Regions from separate parts of the Mus musculus genome. Here region 2 is linked to region 1. A link is a contact called in public promoter capture Hi-C data. All regions are on one chromosome and are shown on one strand. The core of a region is the stretch at or near the end of the contact, and the rest is flanking DNA. Distances in the headings are between cores, read along the strand shown.

Evidence for each region. Promoter capture Hi-C pulls out the DNA fragments that hold promoters and counts their contacts.
Region 2: a contact with region 1 is called in a promoter capture Hi-C map of pre-B cells. The contact joins the promoter of Uchl5 here to the promoter of Actr3 in region 1. A contact is called at or near these places in 1 of 39 promoter capture datasets (pre-B cells) and 1 of 484 Hi-C or Micro-C datasets (uterus).

The regions. Positions count from the first base shown.
Region 1 is chr1:125,433,108-125,438,671 of GRCm38.p6, forward strand. Actr3 (ARP3 actin-related protein 3) reads right to left here and starts at 2,620. Exons shown (of 12, transcript NM_023735.2): 1 at 2,178-2,620. The coding sequence starts at 2,221.
Region 2 is chr1:143,773,821-143,779,384 of GRCm38.p6, forward strand. It overlaps Uchl5 (ubiquitin carboxyl-terminal esterase L5), which reads left to right and starts at 3,458. Exons shown (of 11, transcript NM_019562.2): 1 at 3,458-3,656. The coding sequence starts at 3,581. It overlaps Ro60 (Ro60, Y RNA binding protein), which reads right to left and starts at 3,231. Exons shown (of 9, transcript NM_013835.2): 1 at 3,101-3,231. LOC115487685 (a small nucleolar RNA gene) reads left to right here and starts at 5,108; the gene lies at 5,108-5,242.

The sequences.
Region 1 (5,564 bases), core at 1,370-3,869:
AATGGTGCTGGGGCGGGGGAGGGGGCCACAAACTAAAGGGACACCTTTTGCGTTTGGGAAACAAGTTATTTCAGATGTAAAACTCCCTGCCAGTCATTCTTGTACATGCTATTTATCTTGGGCACTGAGAGAAGACTTTCCTAACAAAGCTCAAGTATGACTTTCTAAGTTGTTATCTTGAATAGCCAAACAAACATGGGGGTAAACACACACACGCGCGCGCGCGCTTCAGAAGCAAAATAAAGAAAAATTGGGAAATCCAGACTGTGAGCAAAGGTAAAAATACTGAACAGAGAATGTGACTTTAATCATTTTCATCCATATATAAATAAATGACTGTCCAGCTAAGCTCTCCTTGTAAGGTGAGATCAATATAGTAATGTAATGATTTAGTAATTGAGATATGACACAGAAATAGCCTAGGTATAAGTTGTACCACTTTTCCTGGCCACTCCAAATGTGTTCTTAATTCAAGGTTGCCCTTTAAGAAAAAAGGTCACTTAGGGACAATTAAGTTCAAGTACCAAATACTATTCATTCAAAAATAACCAAAACTGCATTCCAAAAGAGGAAAATAGATACATAAAAAGAATAAAAAGACAAATCCTACTTAAGCAGCCATGGCATTATTTATAAGGTGATCAGTGACTATGTGGTTCTACTGACAGTGATTTCTAAAGCATGAAAGTACAACATAGCACTATCTGTCACTTCAATACAATACACTTGAAAAGTCCTATTCACTCTGGCTAATTCTAATTTTTAAAATGGCTCTAACATCCAACAACTGATCAATTAAACTACAAAAGGATAAACTTAAACACATACACAGAAACACTTCAGGGAGGTGACACTGGATTAAAAGAAAACCTAACTTTAATAAAATGTCAACTAAGAAAATACATAGAAATTCCAAGACTAGACTAGTGTTTTCCAAGAAAAAAAAAGTTTTCTGTTGTTTCCAGCTGCCTGACAAAATTACAAATAAAGGCAGAAGAGTTTTAACTAGTGTGGAGGGAAAGAAAAGGCATCGCTTAAATAACTGTGGTAGGGAGAATAAGAGGAAAAAGGTTGGCAACTATCCTCAAAACCACTGATGTATTTGGGGGATTCGAGATCAGACAGGCCTCTTCCTCCACCAAGGATTTCAACGTAGAACATAAAAAAATGTACAGTCTTCTCTCTAGGTCACTACCCAGAGCAAGTTGTAACTCTTGACAAGGTTCATTAATACAAAACCACTACTTTAAAGTCATTTTAGTCAACCACACTACTATCAGAAACAATTACTTTAAATCAAACACATTCCTTTATACCCCCTTTCAGTTTTCAAGACACAGTCACAAAACGAACGTGAACAAACGTTTAGGTTCCAGGGTGCGTCCCTTCTCTCCCCTCTGTCTCCCTCCGTGGACACACAAGAACATTTTTTTTTCTAGTTCAGACATATTGATACCTACCACTCATAATGTACTCTTTATGCAACCTGCTTAATTTTGAAAGTTCTAATAAGACGTGGTAACGTTCGAGACGAAAAACTACCTTATAAGGCTATAAAAGACGGAAAGCAGGAAGCGGCTTTGACAAAACTAAGGAAGTTGCAGCGCGCTTGCTCACCAAGGGACTTTTTTGAGGCAAGAGCTATAACCCCCGTGAGATCCTCCTCGCTGGAACTGACTTGGTTCAATGGGTAGTGGGAGATGGCTACGAATGGGTGTGGGCGGAAACCAGGCGGCGCGTGGGTCCGCTGCAAAAGCCCCCCATGCTAGCTTCCCATTTTCACAGCCTGGTTCGTCGCTCTCCCCACCCACACGCCCTAAGAGATCGAGAGTTGTCACCGCGATCTTGCAAAATCTGCAAGGAGCGCTTCTCTCTCTCTCTCTCTCTCTCTCTCTCTCTCTCTCTCTCTCTCTCTCTCTCTCTCTCTCTCTTTTCCTTGCTCCTAGGTCTGGAGGTCCTCGGTGGGTGCCCTGCTTCACAGGCAGCAAAGGGGAGAGAAGGGAAAGGACAGCCAGGTGGGCCAGACGGCCTCCTCGGAAAGGAAGGGCCTGGAAAAGATCTCTGTCCCGGGAGGCTCCCGGCACCACCCCTCGCCAGTCTGGCCGGCTCCCCCCATTCATCTCCCTCCTCCGCCCGTCCCCGGCCTCAGTCTCCCCCACCCCGAAGACCCGCCGTACCCCGTGCCACAGTCCACCACACAGGCCGGCAGCCGTCCCGCCATCTTCCTCCTCGCCCGCCGCTGCCGTCCGTTCCGTGCTGCTGAGAGGCCGGGGAGCTAGAGATGGGAGCTGGCTGACCATGCACCGGCCCGGGCCGCCCTCGGTCGGGAGGGAGGGAGGAAGGGAGGGAGCTGTGGGAAGCCCGAGCAGGAGCGAGTGAGCAGTCGGCTAGTACTTCCGCAAGCCCAGCAGGCTGGCCGGCCGGCAGGCTGGCTGTCCCCGCCCTACCCTGCCGCGGCCTCCTCCTCTACCCCTCCGCTCTCCGCCCTCCTCCTCCTCCTCCTCGCTCCCGCCCCCACCCTACAACTTCTTCCCCCTCGCACTGCCTTTCCGCGGGGAGCCAAGATGGCCGCCGCTGCCGACGCCCCGGCCAGGCCAGGCCCCAGGCCGCGATCGCTCCCACTTCCGGTTCCGGGTGGGAGGAGCGAGCACGCGCGCGCGTGCGTGCGATGTACTGTGCGGCCGCCCGGCCCCGGCTCCCTTCCGGATAGCCAGAAAGTCCACTTTGGGTTTTCAAATAGCTGGAAGCCCAGAAGCCAAGCTGAGCTTGAAGGGGGTCCAGAAGCGGCTACGCATGCGCAGTGGCGCGCAGCTGTGGGTCGCGGCTCCGCTTCCGACTTGCGAAGATTCCAGTTCGCATTTTCTGGCCGGTGGCAGCCCAGAAGTCAGGCAGTTATTTAGTTAGGAAGCTGGCTTTTGGTGGTGGTGGGTGTTGAGTGTGTTTCTTCTCTGCTAACTTGAGCCATGGGCAGGAGGCTTTCTACTGTGGGGTGAAGGGCTAATTGGAAACGTGGTCAGCGGCATGTCCCCATAATCGCTGTAGGTGAGCAGTCAGAAAAGGGATGTGTCCTGAGATTTATGTCAGTTATACTATTGCATTGTAGTTTGCAAGCTCCCCAAAATGGTGGGCCTTTGCTTTTAAGACAGGCAAGGATCCAAGACGTTAGGTTGAACAATAACAAACCCACCTTCTTCAGGGTTTGGGGATTCCTGTGTGTCTTCCAAGAAAGGCAAGTGTTGGATCAGTGACATGGCTTAGCAGGTAAAGATGCTTGCACTCACTAACCTGAGTTTGAGCCCTTGGAGATCCACATGCTGGAAGGAATGAAAAGACCCCCACAAGTTGTTCTTTGATTTTGCGCACATCCTCCCCCTCATAAGAAAATATAAAACAAAAATTAAAAAATCAAGTTTCCCAGAGGTTATGCTCTACATAGCCTGTACAAATGGCCTTTATTTGGGTTTTGGGGTGATGATAAACTTCTTTCAAGAGTAGTGAGATTATCTCCGGCCTTTAAGAAAGGCCAGTGTCCCAGAGGTTGTGTTCTACAAAATAGACTCTGTGCAGGTGGCCTCTATTCCGGTTGAAGTGACAATGAATTTCCTTCTGTGGAGTGCTGTTAACGTGATACCAACTTTTTCTAGTTGGAAAAAAAAAGAAAAAGAAAAAGAAAGAAAGATGAGAAAAAGATATGTATTTTTTTACATCACAGACTTAAAAAGTAATACTTTTAAAACTTGAATACATCAGAGTAACATAGAAAGCTTAAAGTATGTTGCTGGGTCATCTCCCAGGGGATTAGGCAAAATCAATGTGCAGTAGAACCTGAGAATTTACTTTCTCATCAGCAGGAACCTGGAAAGTTAATAGCTTTCCTTCCCAACAGGCTTGTCTTTTATTTATTCTTTAGCAATCCCATACATGTAAATGCTATATCTTGATTGAATTTACCCAGAACCTTCTCTCTGGCTCCCCTGGATATCCCAATGTATTCCTCCTCCTCCTCCTCCTCCTCCTCCTCCTCCTCCTCCTCCTCCTCCTCCTCCTCCTTTTCTCCTCTTCCTCTTCTTCCTCTTCTTCCTCCTCCCTTCCTGTCCCCTCTGATTTTCATTTATTTTTTGGTAATCTCCTGAATCCAGTCAGTTTGGTTGAAATGCTGACTGATCTTGGCTAGATCTTCAGGAAACTATAACTGCAAAATCTGTGTCATGTCCAGAAGACAGCATCTTCTATGCACCCCCATCCCCTCCTCCATGATGCTCCCCGAGCTTTGTGGAGTGGTGAGGGTCTGCATAGATGGACCATCTAAGGCTGATGGTCAGTAGTCACCTACCCTCAGCATGATATGTGTAGAAATATCAGTGTTTACAAGGTAATATTACAACAGGTCTATTGAGTAGGGCAACAGGTTTCCCTATACAGCCTGTGACGGCCTAAACCATGGGAGGTTTGGACAGGTTTAGCATAATCTGCCTAAATTCCCTTCTGAAGAGCAGGCCTCATCCAAAAGTGTTTGGTCACCCCCATACCCCCTGTGCCATACTGTACTGGAGAGCATATTTTGAGCAGGCTAATCTAGGTTTGCTTATATGAGACCATAATAATACATTAAGAAAAGATGTGTTATTCAATGCAGAAAATTCTGTTATCAGGTTAGGTAAGCTGACCTGAGGGGTAAAATACCGACTTTTCTCTTATTAATGTTAGTCATTTGGTGAAAAGTATTTTCACCAGCTCTGTGTGGCAGAGACTATATTGATCCTTAATATAGTGGGGCAAAGAATAGATAAGGGGTGTGGGATCAGAGTTCTGCCTGTGAGTAGAGAAACAGATTGTATTAAGAGCCACAGAAAAGTGCTGAGAACTGTGAGAAACAGGTGAAGAGTTGGCAAACAGCAGAGCAGACACACTTGAACAAGATAAGTGGCTCTGCCACAGAGTAAGAAACAGAGGAAGGAAGGGAGGGGGGTTCCCGAGAAGAGAAGAAGGTGCATGTGTCCAGGACCTGACTTGAGGCAGGCCTGGGGGAGGGGAATCTGACCTCTTCCCTTCAGTGGTTAAAATGAAGACAGCCAAAGAGGATGTGATGAAAAACGAACCCTGAGAAAGAGGGTGGTTCAGAAATGTGTAGCTACCTCTAAGCATACTCAAGTTTATCCTAAAGCAACTTGGAACGTATCAAAAGAGCTAGGGGGAAAAAAAAAGTTTTGGCTGTAAGAACTGAACTTTCTGGAAAGAATAGCATCTTACATGGAACCTTCTGGAAGGCTGGTTAACTAATTAGAACTTCACTGACTGTAAGGTTGGAAGGTAATTACAATTTACTTGGGGCTATCTTTAGCCCCCTATATAGCCATTCCTTTGCCCATGCCTGGTGTGTCCTAACATGCTGTAACTAACAGGTAAAACCTTTTAGAATATATTAACTTAATAGGTCACTGGTTTCCATCAGCCAAAAAAGGTTATGGGTGTCACTGAGATATCATCTGAGGCCTAATAGATATTTCCTCCACTTTGCTGTAAGCCACATCTCTGATATTTCCACCAGTGTGTGTGTGTATGTG
Region 2 (5,564 bases), core at 2,208-4,707, about 18 Mb after region 1:
TCATGGTCCTTAGCAATTAGGAGATGGAAATCAAAACGATTTTGAGATGTCATCTTACAAAGGTGCAGACTGGTGAAGATCAACAACTGACACAAATGCTTGAGAGGATGTGGGGAAGAGGGGAAGAGGGATCGTCTGTTCAAGGTTGGTGGGACTGCAAACGGGTTCACGCCCTCTTGAATTCAGCCTGGAGAATCCTCAAAAGCCTAAAAATAAATCTTCCATATGACTCAGCTGCCCAGCTTTATCATTCCACAGCAGATGCCCAAAGAACTCGTCATTCTGCCCTACATATATCTGCTCTGCCTCGTTCACTGTCCCGCAACTCACACAAGCTAGAAAAAGGAAACAACTTAATGTCCTCAAACTTATGAATGGATTTGAAATTGTGGCACTAATACATTCTGAAATACTATTCAAGTGTAAAGAAAAATGAAACCATGAATTCTGAAGGCAAATGGACAGAACTGGCAAAAATTATATTGAATGAGGTAACCCAGACCTAGAAAGATAAATGTCCTACTTTTTTTTTTTTTCTCATCTAGATTCCCTGGCTCCAAATCTTCAGATGTGAGTACACAGTCTGCAGAAACAGCTGAAAACAGCAAAGTACAAAGGGACCACGGCAGGGGTGAGCAGGGAAGAGAGAAGCAATAGAGAGAGGAATGGCAGGGTACAGGCGGTCTGAAGCGGGAAGTGGAAAAACTGTGATGATGTGGGAACTCTAATTAGAGGCAGGGAGGAGGTAAAATAGCAGCCTTAGGGTCTGAAAAAGTCATAAGGAGTCATATTATCTATTTACGTAAAATTACACATATTACATGTAAGTCTGTGTATACATATAGTTTAAGTGAAATGCATTCACCCTGGCTGACAACGCTTTCCCCAAGATCCAGAGACCACTTTGCAAAAACTCCAACACTACATATAAGATGTTAGTTCCTTTTGGGCTTGTTGGTCAGGGTTGTCTAATAAGAGATTTCCCCCAAATCCTAGGCTATTGTTAGTGCCTGTAGTTGCCTCTCAGAGGAGGAAGGTTAGTAAAGTGCTTATTGCTGAAGACACCATGTATTTTGGACACATGACCAAGAGGTCTCAAACTGCAAAGCCTGAGGACTAGCTTTCATGATCCCAGAAGGCTTCCAAGTGAGGGAAGCAACTAACAATCCTACCCAGCTGTGGTGCCTATGAACTACAGTGTCCAGCATGCCTTCAGACCGACTCATTTGGAAATGGTCTTCTGCAGTTTAAGTCAGGGTCCCAGCTACACCTGAGTAGAAGTCCCTAGAGAGAACCTCTTCTGGCTGCAGAGTAGGCACCTTGGAATTGCACCTTGCCCTGCTGGTGACTAGGTCACCTACAAAACTTCTTTGCATATATAAGTCTCAATAAAAACATTTAAATATAGAAAATCGAATGGCAGTTTACTTCAAGCTATTCATTCTCCTTTTTATTACTAAGGGCTAAAATACAAACTACTTTAAAATTGGCGACATTAGATGACATGGAGATACAATGGTTCCTGATAGTTTCAAAATCTTTTGGAATGTACCAAGCGCTAGGAGTATCTTAGTAATACTAATGAAGTGACTCAAGCTGAGTTTCAAGACAGCTTCCATCAACTAACAGTAGCTTAACTCCTTCTTTCTTCAACTGCCAGTGTCCCCTTTCTCAAAACCCTAAGCTGCAGTCCAGTGGTTTAGAAGGCAGCTGGGCAGTGAGGCAAATCAAAGTCTGGTTTTCTGGTAGTCTAGTCCTATGGAGTCAAGTGCTATAAGCCTAAGTCAAAACCAATCAAGTGAATTCTTCTTTGAGTTGTTCTGACCTCTTTAAACACAACAACAGTCTCCCGAATTTATACCACTTGAAGTTTTCTAACATCTCTATAAATTAAAGCTTTAGAGCCTTTAACTGTTAGAACTATGGCAACATTTGGAGCATTTTACACTTGTTCTTCGACATAAGGCCAAGCAGTGATGTGTTGATCCATATGTTGTCCATTCTCTTAATGCAGAATGTAAACCAGATAGCAAGACACTGATGTAATAACACTTCTGCTTCAAGATCTTCTGGACTACAATCTATATACGTCGTACCATTACTAGTACAAAGATTACCATGTTTTCCTTCAATTTACACAAACATTAAGCCAATATTTCATGTAATTTGGAAAGGCTAACTTTTTTTTTTTCACCCTGAGAAGTCAAGCAAATACGCAGTTTCTTTAAAAATAAAAGCCAAGGCTAATTTTACAGTAATGAAGCTATAATACTTTACAAAGCCAGGATCCCAGGTTCAAATGGATATGCCATACACAAAGGTAATGAAAATATCAACTCCATTAAGGGCGATGCAATGAAAAGTATTGAGGAACTGTGGCAAGATGTCACCATGGTAGGATGCTCTGAGCAAAAATTTTTCCTGTGGAAGCCAAAAGCCTTCCTTGGAACATACTTTTATGAAATGATGAATAAAACCACCTCCGAAGAATGATAAGTATTAATTACAAATAGCTATTTTTTGTTCTATTCATCAAAACCATTTCAAGTGTTTTTAAAATAATGCACTATTAAGGGGGGAGGGGTGGCGGGAGAGGGATGGTGCGCATTTTTCCGTAAGGCACTTCATCCCGATACATGAGTCTCTCATCCCTTGGACGAGAAATCTTTCTCCCTTCCTTGATTATTATTCCTCTAAGATAATTTCCTTTCGGTCTTCCCACAAAGCTCCTTCCCAAACCGGTATCCGAGACAACGCCTCTATGCCAAAGCCGCAGGAAGAGAGAAAAGAGTGAAAAGGGGCCTTGGCACGTTCGCTCGCCAGGAGCTTTGCAAGTGGGAGAGTTGACCTGAGTTCCCCAAGATTCCATCCTCCCGGAGCAACTAGGCCAGGTTCGAAATGTTCAGATGCGAAGTCGGTCCATGCTCTCCTCCGGCGGGTGCCGGAGCACAGAGGCGGCGAAGGCTTTGCCTGGCCTCTGACGCTGGGATGCGGCTGGAAGAGAGTGCGCACCGGCCAGCCCTCAAGTGCCCAGGATCGCTGGGACTGCCCAAAACGCGGTTCCCCGGCCCGCAGCAGGCCTGCAGTGACCCACCTTTACCTGGAAGGTGATGCTCAGGACCCGCGGCGCCTACAGAAAGCCTGCGTCGCACCAGGAATAGGAGGCGGCCCGAAAGGGCGAGGACAGCTCCAGGTTCGGGTCGGAGCGAGCCCCGCCCCGCCCCGTCTCGAGCCCCGCCCCTTCCATCGCCCCGCCCCAGCTCTGGGGTGCCAAGGGTCCCGGATGTGCCTCCCTCCGGCGCTCCGAGGCCCCGCTACTTCTCCGGCCCGGCAGAGGGCGCTACGGATCCTGAGAGGCAGGAGAGGCGTTTCGACGTCTCCCGGGTGGCTAGAGCGTCCTTCTGTGCTCCGGCGCGCGGCAGGTGACGGCGCCCGGAGGCTGTCGGGAAGTAGGCGGGGTGACGTGGGGTTGACGCTCGGCGGCGGGTTTTGCTGAGGTCTGCGGCCGGTGGCAGCTTGTGCTGCGGGGCTCCGGAGAGCGCGAGGTGGAAGCGGGGCGGTGTGTGTGTGGTCGGGGACCATGTCGAGCAATGCCGGGGAGTGGTGTCTCATGGAAAGCGACCCCGGGGTCTTCACCGAGCTCATTAAAGGATTCGGTGAGCACCAGGGGGACCGTCCTGGGCCGGGGGTTCCGGGAGGAGGCCCGCGTTGGGCCAGGCGGTCACCTGCCGCCACCGACGCCCGGCGTCGGAGAAGTGACTTCAGGGACTGGAGTCGGCGTGTGTGGAAAGTAGGGCTTCTGCCGCGTCCTCGGCCCGGGGCGGCCGCGTCTCCGCAGTGATCTTGGGAGCCACACCACGAGGGGAAGGAGTCCCTCTGCCTGTGCACTGCTGTGTTCTCCGGACTTGGGACTCGGACACTTGAATTGCCTCGAGCGTCCTCCTTCCCTGTCTCCCTCCCTCATCATCTCCTCCGCGCTTCTCTTGTCCTTTCCACTGTCCCTTCCCTGCGGAGCCTCCCTGTCTCCAGTGTGGTCAGGTGCATCGCTCAGGCTGTCGGTCCTGCGGAGCAGCCGGTCTAGGGCGTGTGTTTCCCCGGGTGGTGTCTGAGGCTCCAGCCGCCCAGAAACTCGAGATTCTAGTTTCCCAAAAGCAGAACTTTCACCTTTCGTATGTGGGCACCTCTTCCGGACCTCCACAGATAACCGTCTACGCGGGTCTGCACTCTACTTCCCGCAATTCTTTTACTCCCTCCTTTTTTGACTTCCTGTGAAGTTGAGTTTTCTCGAGGTAGTGCTTTTGCTCAGAGGCCACATGCTTAGCTCTGAATTTCTCTCTGACTTTATTTCCTTCCGTACTACTCAACCAATAGGACAGTTTATCCTTCCTCGTGTTCCCAACGTTTTGGGGGAGTTTTTTTTTCCCTCCATTTTCATTTTGATTTTTTCTAAGATATTGTTTTTAACTGTTTTGTTAAAATGTGTACCCAAAATATAGCAAACCTTAATGTAGATTTTGTGTACTGTACATGGCTGAATATTTCGAGCATTGCGTAACATATGTTCAACTGTACTTCGGGCATACAGTTACGGAGTTGGAAATTTTAATGTGAATAATCGGAATGCTGGTCTGAAGAACTGAGAGTCAATCTAGAATAACATGTTGGTTTACGTTTAAGAGTATACAGAAATTGTTTTAACTGTGTAGATCACAGAGGAGCTGGGCAAAAGGAAGCATGATCTAGTGTGGTTACCTAAAGGTAGCTTATGGAGCAGCCAGCAAAGTAACTAAAATATGGTGTAATGAATAGGCAGGCAGTGTAGAGATCTTAGGTAAAAAGGTAAAGCCACGCCAAATCAGATACCATATTGTATAGATTAGATTGCCTGGAAGTCACTGGGGACTTACTCTGAAAAAGATGTGGAGATCAAACATAATTAAAATTAGTTTGTGATTAACATGATTGTGCTTACAGTATTTAGAGTTAAGATAGAATGAATGAGATGACTCTTTTTGAAAATGGTAAGTTTGTGGGTGATTGGCTTGACATTAAGCCCTGGGGTACAGAGAAAGTAGAGTCAGCAGTTAGGTAGTATTTCAATCTCAGGTTGCATGTGGAAATACCTTCTCCTCATTCTATTTGGAGCAGGAATGCATCCAGAACATGCTACACTAAAAGAGGAGTTCTCAGGGCTGCCAACCTTACAGTAGAGGTTGAGTAGTAGTATATTTCTCCTACAGAAAGAGAAAAGAAAATTAGCAGGAGTTGACTGACTGTAGGAAAGAAGAGTCAAACGTGCTTCTGGCTTGGGTGGATAAATAAAGTATCATTTGAAGAATAGACTTGATAGGAAAGAAAATTAGATCAGTTTTGGACATTACAGAATTTGAAATGTTTACAGGTTAAGTGATAATTTTTCCTCTCAAAATCTTTAACTGTCATTTAAAAAGTTGACGTTCAGAGATAGTGGCCCAAGTTTATTTTGAAACTAATGCAGTCTAGGGCTGGTGGTATAGCCAGCCTGGTTACCGAAGCCTGATGACTCCTGGACCATGGAAGAAGGA